2 separate regions of the Anas platyrhynchos genome follow, and region 2 is linked to region 1. The links are chromatin contacts, called in public Hi-C maps. All regions are on one chromosome and are shown on one strand. Each heading gives the region's core, a stretch centred on a gene start, on an enhancer-like site or on the middle of the called end of the contact. The rest is flanking DNA. Distances are from core to core; before and after follow the strand shown. Region 1 holds the start of MYOD1 (myogenic differentiation 1). Region 2 overlaps OTOG (otogelin).

Evidence for each region. A called contact is a pair of places that touch in the nucleus more often than the background predicts.
Region 2: a contact with region 1 is called in a Hi-C map of skeletal muscle, with 5 times the contacts expected there. The contact joins the enhancer-like site here to the promoter of MYOD1 in region 1. A contact is called at or near these places in 5 of 8 Hi-C or Micro-C datasets (F1 follicle, liver, skeletal muscle and 1 more).

The regions. Positions count from the first base shown.
Region 1 is chr5:60,209,210-60,214,102 of IASCAAS_PekinDuck_T2T, forward strand. MYOD1 (myogenic differentiation 1) reads right to left here and starts at 1,775. Exons shown (of 3, transcript NM_001310358.1): 1 at 1,212-1,775. The coding sequence starts at 1,775. LOC106015261 (a long non-coding RNA gene) reads left to right here. Exons shown (of 8, transcript XR_011809851.1): 8 at 1,055-1,409. LOC113843759 (a long non-coding RNA gene) reads left to right here and starts at 1,933. Exons shown (of 10, transcript XR_011809850.1): 1 at 1,933-2,374; 2 at 3,475-3,566; 3 at 3,689-3,835; 4 at 4,508-4,588. It overlaps LOC101805444 (ferritin light chain), which reads right to left. Exons shown (of 3, transcript XM_027458182.3): 3 at 4,670-4,893.
Region 2 is chr5:60,338,281-60,343,104 of IASCAAS_PekinDuck_T2T, forward strand. All of the region lies in intron 33 of OTOG (otogelin), which reads right to left. Among named protein-coding and RNA genes, the nearest start is that of OTOG, 71 kb to the right of the region's middle. Within about 2 kb of position 3,306, at least 1 of the 8 cell types and tissues checked has an H3K27ac peak or open chromatin away from gene starts, as enhancers often do.

The DNA.
Region 1 (4,893 bases), core at 525-3,024:
GTGGCACAGCTGTTCCAAAAGGCAAGTTACCGCTGTTGTTACAACTAATGCTGTAGTTTTGCCAAAGAGATGAGGTTTTCCAGCATTCTCACCTGTTATTGCCCTATACATTCATTTTATGATAGGGAGTCCAAGGGAGGAACCAATCTTTTTTTTTTAATTATTTTTGAAGGCTTTTCCAAACGTGAGTTCCTCTTAAAAAGCCTTTAGTCCACCTTCGTCCCTTTTGATTTCCTTTAGTCTCTCTTCCCAGTTCCATTTTGTACAGAAAAGCCCCTAGTTCTTGACCAATATATTTATTTCCCATACTTTCATCTACCATGAAAAGAAAATAACAGGCAGTATTTGTAGGAGGGGTCATTTGTGTAAATCTTGTCTCCCACCTGCCCACTCTCTCAGTCCCATATATTCAGCTCTGAGCTGATTCTCCTCACCAAAAAATAGAAAATCATCTCAATGCTGACAGCGCCCTTGTGATCCCATCCCTGGCAGCTGTCCCGCATGCCAGGCACCACATCCCCACCACCCTGCGTCCGAGCAGAGTCCAAGCCCACAGCCCCAGCGATGAGATTAGGCTGTGAGACAGCCTCCCTGCAGCCCTTCTCCCCTCCCCATAACGAGGGAACAGGACTGAAAGCCTGGGGTCTTTTTCCTATTGCTGGGAATTGGGGAGGTGAAGTGTGAGGAGAAGAGGAAAACCGTTTTCAAACAGGTCAAGAAAGACGACAACTGTTGCTTAGACTGCCCTGTTATCATGACGAATGGCAGAAAACAAAACCCAGACTCTCTATCAGTTCCCCTGAGAGTTTTCCCCTGTAATTACCATGACCCTTTGGGACCTTCCTCGCTGCTGCCCCAGCAGAGGAGGTGCCCCGGGAGCTCTGAAGCACGAGGAGGGCTCAGACCTCACTGCGCTCCCTGGTACCCATCCCAGACCGCTCCCCTAGCACACTGCCTAACTTCTCCCAGTTTTGTGTTGTTTTTTGTTTTTTGTTTTTTTTTTTTTTTTCCCTGGGAAAGGCCCATAACCGATTTTTCTTCTTTTCCTAGACAGCCTGGCGTGGGGACCCTGTTGCTGCTGGACTTCATGGCAGGAGAAGGGAGCTCATCTTCTGCCGGGGGAGGACGTACGCCAGCAGCTACGGGAAGGGCAGGAGGAGGCGACTCGCCCCGTGACGGAGCTCGAGGGGCCTCGGCGACGGGGCACTCACCATGCCGTCGGAGCAGTTGGAGCGGGGGCTGGAGGCGTCCGACTCCCCGCTGTAGTGCTCCAGCACCGGGTAGTAAACGTCCTCCTGCTCCCGCAGCAGCGCCTGCAGGCTCTCGATGTAGCGGATGGCGTTGCGCAGGATCTCCACCTTGGGCAGGCGCTGGTTGGGGTTGGTGGAGGTGCAGCGCTTGAGGGTCTCGAAGGCCTCGTTGACCTTGCTGAGCCGCCGCCTCTCCCTCATGGTGGCGGCTTTCCGCCGGTCGGCGTTGGTGGTCTTCCTCTTGCACGCCTTGCACGCCCACAGCAGGCAGCGGCCGGCCTGGTGGTGCCCGCTGGGCGCCCGCACGTGCTCCTCCTCGTGCGGGTGCCCGTGGTGGTGGTGCCCGTGGTGGTGCGGGTGCTCCTCGGGCTTCAGCAGCCCCCCGACGTGCACCAGCCGGGGGTCCAGGTCCTCGAAGAAGTGCATGTCCGACGTGTTGAAGCACGGGTCGTCGTAGAAGTCGTCGGCGCCCGTGAAGGAGCAGAGGGAGCCCTCCGGCATCTCCATGGCGCCCAGTAAGTCCATGGGGGCGGCGGAGAGGGGGCGACACTTAGGGGGGTCGGGGGGGGCTCCCTGAGGGCTGCCGAGCGCCGGCTGCTGCTGCGGGCACCGCCGCCGACCCCCTCCCCAGGCGCAGCGCTCCGGGAGCGCCGCTCGGGGCTCTATTTATGCCGGAGCCCCCCGGGGGGACGGGACGGGACGGGGCGGAGAGGGGCGGGGAGGGGGCCGTGGAGCACGGAGCCCCCCCCAGGGTGGCCGGGGGGCGGCCCGGCAGCCGCAGGTGCCGCCCGCTCCGCTCCTCCGCTGCCCTTCTGTCGTTGTGTGATTCAGTTTTTTGCAAACATTCCCAACCTACAGACCCTAATTCCTACTGACTTGTCTTCAAATGCAAAGATAAGAGCTGTTAGGGACATTCTGTCACTACCCCAAATATTTTTTTTATTTTTTATTTTTTTCTTTTAGGTGGATGTTTTGGACTCCGTACAAGTTTGTTCTTTCACTGTATCCAGCGCTGAAAAACGATATGTCCCAAGGAGATCAACTATTGACCACCCTTACTCACTTACAAGTGTATCTCCCAGCTGTTCGGAGAGGCAGAGCAGCCAGCTTGTGGAAACACTGCTGTTAGTACAGAGGTTCTTTGATCCAGAAGGAATGAACAGATTTTTATTTCTAATCTTTACTGAACAGCTAGAAGTGAAAATAATTTGTATTCAAAGTAATGCCACACATACAATAGCAGAAAAATGATAAATAGTTTAACGCTGAGTGTGTACGTGGAGAATCAAGGCTTGGTGCTGGCCGTGTGACCTACTCAAAACACACAAACTCCTTGCAGATCGTTATTTTAATTTGTGGAAAAGGTAATTTTCCTAATAATTACCTCATGCTGTAGCATATTCTGCCACTGTAAGCGTGCTTCTAGGCTATATTAGACCCCAGAAAAAAGCATTGTGGGACTTGCACACAGATCACATAATTTGGGCAAAGTAGTAACAAATGGCTGGACGTAGACAAGCGATACAAGCAAGACTGTCTGTAACTTAACTGCCCATGAACACGCTTAAGTGCATGAATTCACTGAAGTGAAAAAGTCAGGAAGAAGCCACGAGCAGCTGGTGAGCTCTGCTTGGAGTGGTCTTCCAGTGAAGCTGCCTTTGAAGACTTACCTTGTGCTGCCACCACCAAAACTCATGTTCATTTTCCAGTGTTTTGCCCACAGCTGCATTTGTCCAGGAAGATGTTGCCTTCTGTGGTATGCCTGAAAGAAGTCCTTGCAAAAACACAAAATCCTGAGCTGCTCTTCTCAATTTTGTGTGGCCATAGTGGAGAAGAGGAAGGACGGCGTGTTCTCCACAGAGGCTGTAAGTTAATTCCTTGCTCTGAGAGTAGGCAGCAGCAAGCTCCCTTTCCCTACAACCACAGGCAGTGCTTATGGCAGTGTTTAGAAATACGCCATTGTCAACACCTGTTTGTAAGCCTCTGTAACTCATAACTTCAAGTAAAGATAAGGTCCTTCCAGAGCTTCCAATTTAGATGCAGTTATATAGGGCACTGATGGCTATTCTGAGCAGTGCAGGTGGTGTGTTTGGGTGGTTTTGGACATTGCTTTGCAAGTACAGAGTGTGTATACAACCAGCTAAGGAAGAAAACCTGTATGGTTACTTTAAACTTTGTTGTCACTATAACTGTTCCACATTTATCCTTCATCCCTGTTTCTCAGGGTATGGTTGAAATGAAGATGAGAAGGCAGAGGCAGATTGTACATCCCATACTACAAAGCACGGAGAGGCTCATCCTATTCACAACTGACAGGTACTGCTGACAGACTTCCTGAGGTAATATTCATAGGCGTATGTGCCTCACAGCACAAACAACATGTGGACAAAAAAAAACTTCAGCTACCTATAGTCACTGATTTATTTTTTCTTTTTCAGATGATAAACTGGGAAAATAGCTGATTGTGAGTTTACCTAAAATTAACAGAATTGTCTTTTCAGGCAGAGGGTCCAGGAGGTATTTTGGAAGAGAAAAAGGCTTGAAGTCTGAAAATGTGCTGGTAACATCCAGCTGCAGAGGTGAAGGTAAGCATCTTTTAGAAACACACGTGGCACTGTTTCAGGGGAAAAGGAGCAGCCCTGCATTGAAAAGTTGGATTTTTGTTGTGGTGAAACTCATTTAAGATGTTAAATGCTGGAAGCTGTGCCTACACTGTAGAAAGGTAATGACTCCTTAAAGGAAAAGCCCATTGTAGAAGTCAAGCATTGGCTGTACTACTTGTTTTTATTTGGCACTAGTTTATAGTTCAACTAGCAGTTTTGCTCACTTCGTATTAAGTGCGCTATATTTTAATATGGAGGATGGATTCCATTGCTCTTATTCATGTTGAGTTGTAGTCAGTGGAACTAATTGTTGAATAAGGTATGCTCAGCGTGAGAGTGGGTGTTGGAATCCAGCCCAGATGGAAATATCTTTTAAATTTCTGATGTATTCAAGAGCAGCCATCCCCAACAGACAAATCCAGCATGTTCCTAACAGTGACTCCTCCCTAACCACCCCTCCCCCTGAAAAGCTAAATCATTATTAGCAGAAAGTTTGAGAAAGCATCAGCACTGTAATTGTCTATCCTGTGTTTCAACACTACCAGAAATGAAGTAGGCTAATGCAGTTTTGCAGAAATGGGTACTTAGCTGCAGCTGTGCATCAAAGTCAAGAGTTTTCCGACCATGTTTCATTGTGCACTGTTCTCACCTTAGTACAGTCTTCTAGCATTTGTGTCATTCTGCGGTCTACTCTTTTCATCTTTGAAGTCACCTGTGCAACTTTCTCCACAGCAGGTAAGTATTGGTACTGTGTTGTTTGTTTGCAAAAATCTCTTGGGGAAGAGATTTCTGTGTTGTCAAATGGGGAATACGATGTAGAAGCTACATGCCATTTTTTAATGTTCAACTGAATTTATTTTTCAAACACGATAGGTATACCGTTTACACTATTACATAAAAGTGTAAGAATCTTTCAACGGAGCAAAACCCATATGCATAAAAAAGTGGTATATAAAAAAAAAGCAATGTAGCTGATCTAGCCAGTTCCTCTTCCTGTAGCCAGCCCATGTTGAGAAAGAAAGGCACTCTTGTAGCAGGTG
Region 2 (4,824 bases), core at 2,056-4,555, 130 kb after region 1:
CAGGATAAAGATTCAGTACAATTCTTGCTGTTACAATCAAAAGAAAAAGCACCAATTGGAAACACTGATATAATTTATAACACAGTGTATCATAACTGTGGTTTGCCTGGTGTTAAAATTAGCTGAGATAGGTGTACTAACTGTTATGATACAATTGCATTTTAAAAGCTAAAATGAACACAAATAACCAAAGCAAATAATCTGGTATTAGGCCAATTTAGTCTCTTTACAACAATGCATCTTAACAGTTGATCTTCACAGAAGCACTTTAAGATAGGCATTCCAAGAGAATAATTGAAACCTAAACCATTTTGAACCTGAAATTCTAACTGGTGGTCAAAGCAACAGAGAAACGATCATATTTTGTCTTGGAAATTTTAACTGAAAATATATATTTCAGCAAACAAAATGCTATCAAAAAATAAAACACACAATGGCAAACTGAAACCCAACAAAACCAACCAACAAACCCACCCACCCACCCGCCCAGCCAACTTGCCTTCAGAAAATCTATGTAGATAATGTTTATTGAAATGCTTCAAATCTGGATAATTGAAACCCAAAGTACAAATACAGGTAAAGGAAGAGTTAAAATTCAGAGTGAAAATAAACATAAGTAAGGATGAGTTATACAATACTTATTAAATTATGCAATGACTACAGAATGAATGTAAAGATGACAAATCAATGGACTCAGTCATAGACTGAATATAAAACCTCAGAGAAACAAAGTTTCGGCAATCATACGGGTGGCATACATGGGGGCATACACTTGCATGTTCAAATGCATTACATGCTTTCCTTTTCACTGTATCTCTGTCCCATCTGCATGCAGAATGGTTTCCCATATCAATGCTGGATGTACTCCAGTGGCTTTTCCTAGTCTGTGTGACTTATGCAATCCGTCTGGATTTTGGTACCTGAACTACAACAGCCCACCTCAGCTCCTTCCTGTAGCAGCCAGGGTAGGGCATTGGCACTTTCCTTACATCTATACCTAAAGAAAAACACCACCATGACATATTTGTCCCCTCTAGAATGCTAAAAGTGGTCTGAAACCTATGTGGTTCAGAGCCTGTGAACAATAGCTGCACTTGAACAATATTTATATTAATGACCAGAAAGAGAATGCTTACTGCTTAGAAGGACTTTCCATTTTGGGTCTTTGTAAATCTTTTGGCTTTTAAGTTTTGCTGATCTTTACTGATACACAGAGACTAGTTCTTTTACACCTTCCTCGCGACACTTATCTTTCCTGGAAAATCCCAAGAAAACATTTTTCCTGCAATTTAGCAGCCTCTGCAGTTATGGTTAGTTACTCCTCTGCAATTATTAACCATAAATGTCTTCCTTTTTAGTACAAATAATTATCTTAAATCAAAGGTATAAATCAAACTCAGACACCCACACCCTTATTAAAGTAAGAGTGTGTATGTTGCCATCTAGTGTTTTAACACTTTTAACATTTTGTCCTACACAGGGACACGGGTGCTGCTTTCAAAAACATGACTCTTAATGACAATAACAAATGTATTTACAAAGTTACTATCCTATACAGAAATGAGAACACTTCCTGAATTAATCTGTTAACCTTCTTGTGAAACTGACTTAAATTATGTAAATCTAATGGAGGAAAGGAATTATTTCCATACATTTTGGAATGTCTGAATGACTGATGCATCAGGTTTTGCATTCACTGACAGGTCAGAGTAAAAAGGTTGAAGGACAAATTATATATGACAAAAAGAACACATCTGAGACCCACTGGAACAAGCATTCACTACCCATGGTAACAACCCACTATCACACTATATTCTAGCACAGTCTAGGAAATCTCATTCATCAGACTACCTTAGACTAGGTATGGAGACAGATCCATAACTTTTAACTCAACAGTAATCATAACAGAAGTTTCAAACACAATAAAGGCACAAGCTTGGTAGAACACATCTGACAACCTGATGAAGAATGCCAGTTTCTCAATTTAGCAGAACAATGATCTTGAATTAACACTTGTAAATGCTGAGCTTAACATCTTTTCTCTCATTCTTTATATGAACTTCATCTTTTATGAAGCGATTGCCCCATTTCCCTCAAGCGTTCCTAGAGATTACATTCAAAGAGTTTGCAGGCATTGCATGCCTTGATAGGAAATAGTGGGGAGCTTGTACATAAAGGCATATAGCATTTGCTGAGTGCAACATGAACATCGATTTCCATAAGGAACTAACAAAATCATGCTTTTCTGCAAAATTTCTCCCTGATTTTGCAGAACAAAGGACAGACAATAGATGAATCCATGAACCTTGTCATAAAAATGATTTTCAAAGGAGAGCTGTAGAACCAATGGGTGCTTAATTTTCTAGTCAATGGATGTGAAGGTACTCAACATGCCATACAAAGCTCTATTCATTTTTTGTAATGTTTAAATTGTATAAAAGAACAGACCGTATCACCACAGCAAGAGCTGAATATATTCCATGAATTGGTTTCCAGTATCTCCAAAGTTTTCAGTACATCTCAAGTAAACCCATCAGATAAAGTGAAATACATGCCTTATGAGTTATGGGAAAATGCTTCTACATCATTAGACAATTTTCAGCTTATATTGATTTAATTTTATTCTTCGTATTTTAACTTTTCATTACTGACAACATCACTTCTGGAATGCCTATGCAGCTCAAGGACCTACCTGACTGTGCTAGCCACCATGAAAAACACGCAGCAAGATGCAGTTCCTGCTTACAAAGTTTATGCTAAACAAAGATAAGGCAGAAAATGAATGTGAGATAAAACAGGCAGTCTTGTTTTAACTACAATGAATTCAAGACTAAGCCAAGAGAATAATAAAGTATCCTTAAATCAAGGTAACATAATAGATATTTTTGCCTCTTTTCACTACCTTTATATATAAACTATGACCCTAGTACTCAGAGTCACTGGGGTAAAAGGAAAAGTAGCAACAATGGCTCTACAGCCATTTAAAGTACCTCTTCCTAAACTGAGGGTAATATTCCTTTCACTCTCTGTATTGATTTTAGATATTAAATTTTATGCCGGAACTCGAGCACTGCTCTTCCCATCACAGAAAATACCATTGCTCAGAAACTGGATTTCACCAGCACAAGGCATGAATGCTTTATACTATTCGGGAGGCTAATCAGCCACCTCCACTACATGCTTCCCATTTTTTTAATAGTTAAATTCCCCCAATCCGCAAGCAGTAACATGAGCTTACTGTACTCTGTGCAACAGTACTGTTCACTCACAACAAAAGAATGATACACAGTTTACAGACAATGAGTCAAGATTCTTGTATCAGACGTGTTTTCCTCAAAAGGATTTGCTATGGCATTTGAAGATAACCACGTACCTCCTGGTGAAGTCTCTCAGCATTTGTCTTCTATTTGGTGACAGAGCAAATCCTTAACAAAATGATGAAGTATGCCCTGGATGGCAGTCGTTCCTGTCAACATGCCAGCTGAGCCCACATTTATAGAATCACAGAAACACAGCATGATTTGGGTTGGAAGGGACCTTAAAGCTCACACGGATCCAACCCCCTGCCATGGGCAGGGTCACTTCCCACCAGACCAGGTTGCTCGAAGCCCCATCCAGCCTGGCCTTGAACACCTCCAGGATGGGGCATCCGCAGCTTCTCTGGGCAACCTGTTCACCTCAACACCCTCAGAATAAAAAATTCCTTCCAAATACCTAATCTAAACCTACCCTCTTTTAGTTTAAAACCATTTTTCTTATCCTCTTATTCCCTGACAGAGTGCCTCCCCAGCTTCCCTGTAGGCCCCATATAATGTCTCACCCGAGCCTTTTCTTCTCCAGGCTGAACAATGCCAACTCCCTCAGCCTGTCTATAGAAGAGATGCGCCAGCGATCTGATCATCATTGTGGCCTTCCTCTTGATGTGTTTTGTTATTTTCACATCCTTCTTGTGCTGGGAGCCCCAGAACTGAAGGCAGGGCTCCAAGTGGGGTCTCACAACAGCGGAGCAGAGGGGGAGAATCCCCTCTCTTGTTCTGCTGGCCACACTTTTGGCTCATGTCATCATCATTTTTTTTCATCATCAATTTATTCTCATCGTTTGTTACTCTTTCATTTATTATTCTAATAATTTATTTAATGGCTTTAAACTAAAAAAGGGTGGATTTAGACTGGATATTCAGAAGAAATTCTTTACTCTGAGGGTGCTGAGGCAGTGGAACAGGTTGCCAGAGAAACTGTGGATGCCCCATCCCTGGCAGTGTTCAAGGCCAGATTGGATGGGGCTTAGAGAGACCATTTTTGGTCTAGTGGGATATGTCCCTGCCTGCAGTAGGCTGGTTGGAATGAGATGATCTTTAAAGTCCCTTCCAAACCAAAACATTCTATGATCCTATTTTACCTAACAGGAGCTGAGCATATAAATGGTTATGGTACTGTAGAAAGCTTTTGTATGAATGTGCCTATACACTTTGCCAACCCCATATGTATTTCTCTCACATGCTTGGACTTCAGAGAAGCATTTATGATCTTCATTTTCTGTGGCTTTCAAATTTAATTCTGTGGTAATAAGAACAGTCAGTACTGTAGTAGAACTACTAGTGTAATCCAATGAAGAGTTTTAATTTTATTTTTTACCACTGACAGATTGTGGTGTTCTGTTGAGTCACAATTACCTTTCTTAGTACCTCGGCCACTCTGTGTGTGTGTGTGTGTGTATTGACAATACCTACTGGTCACAAGTCCATCCTGCCATTTTTTATATTGACTTCTACCCCACAAGAATAACATTTGCCATTGTCAGAATAATTTCTTGCCATGTTCAAA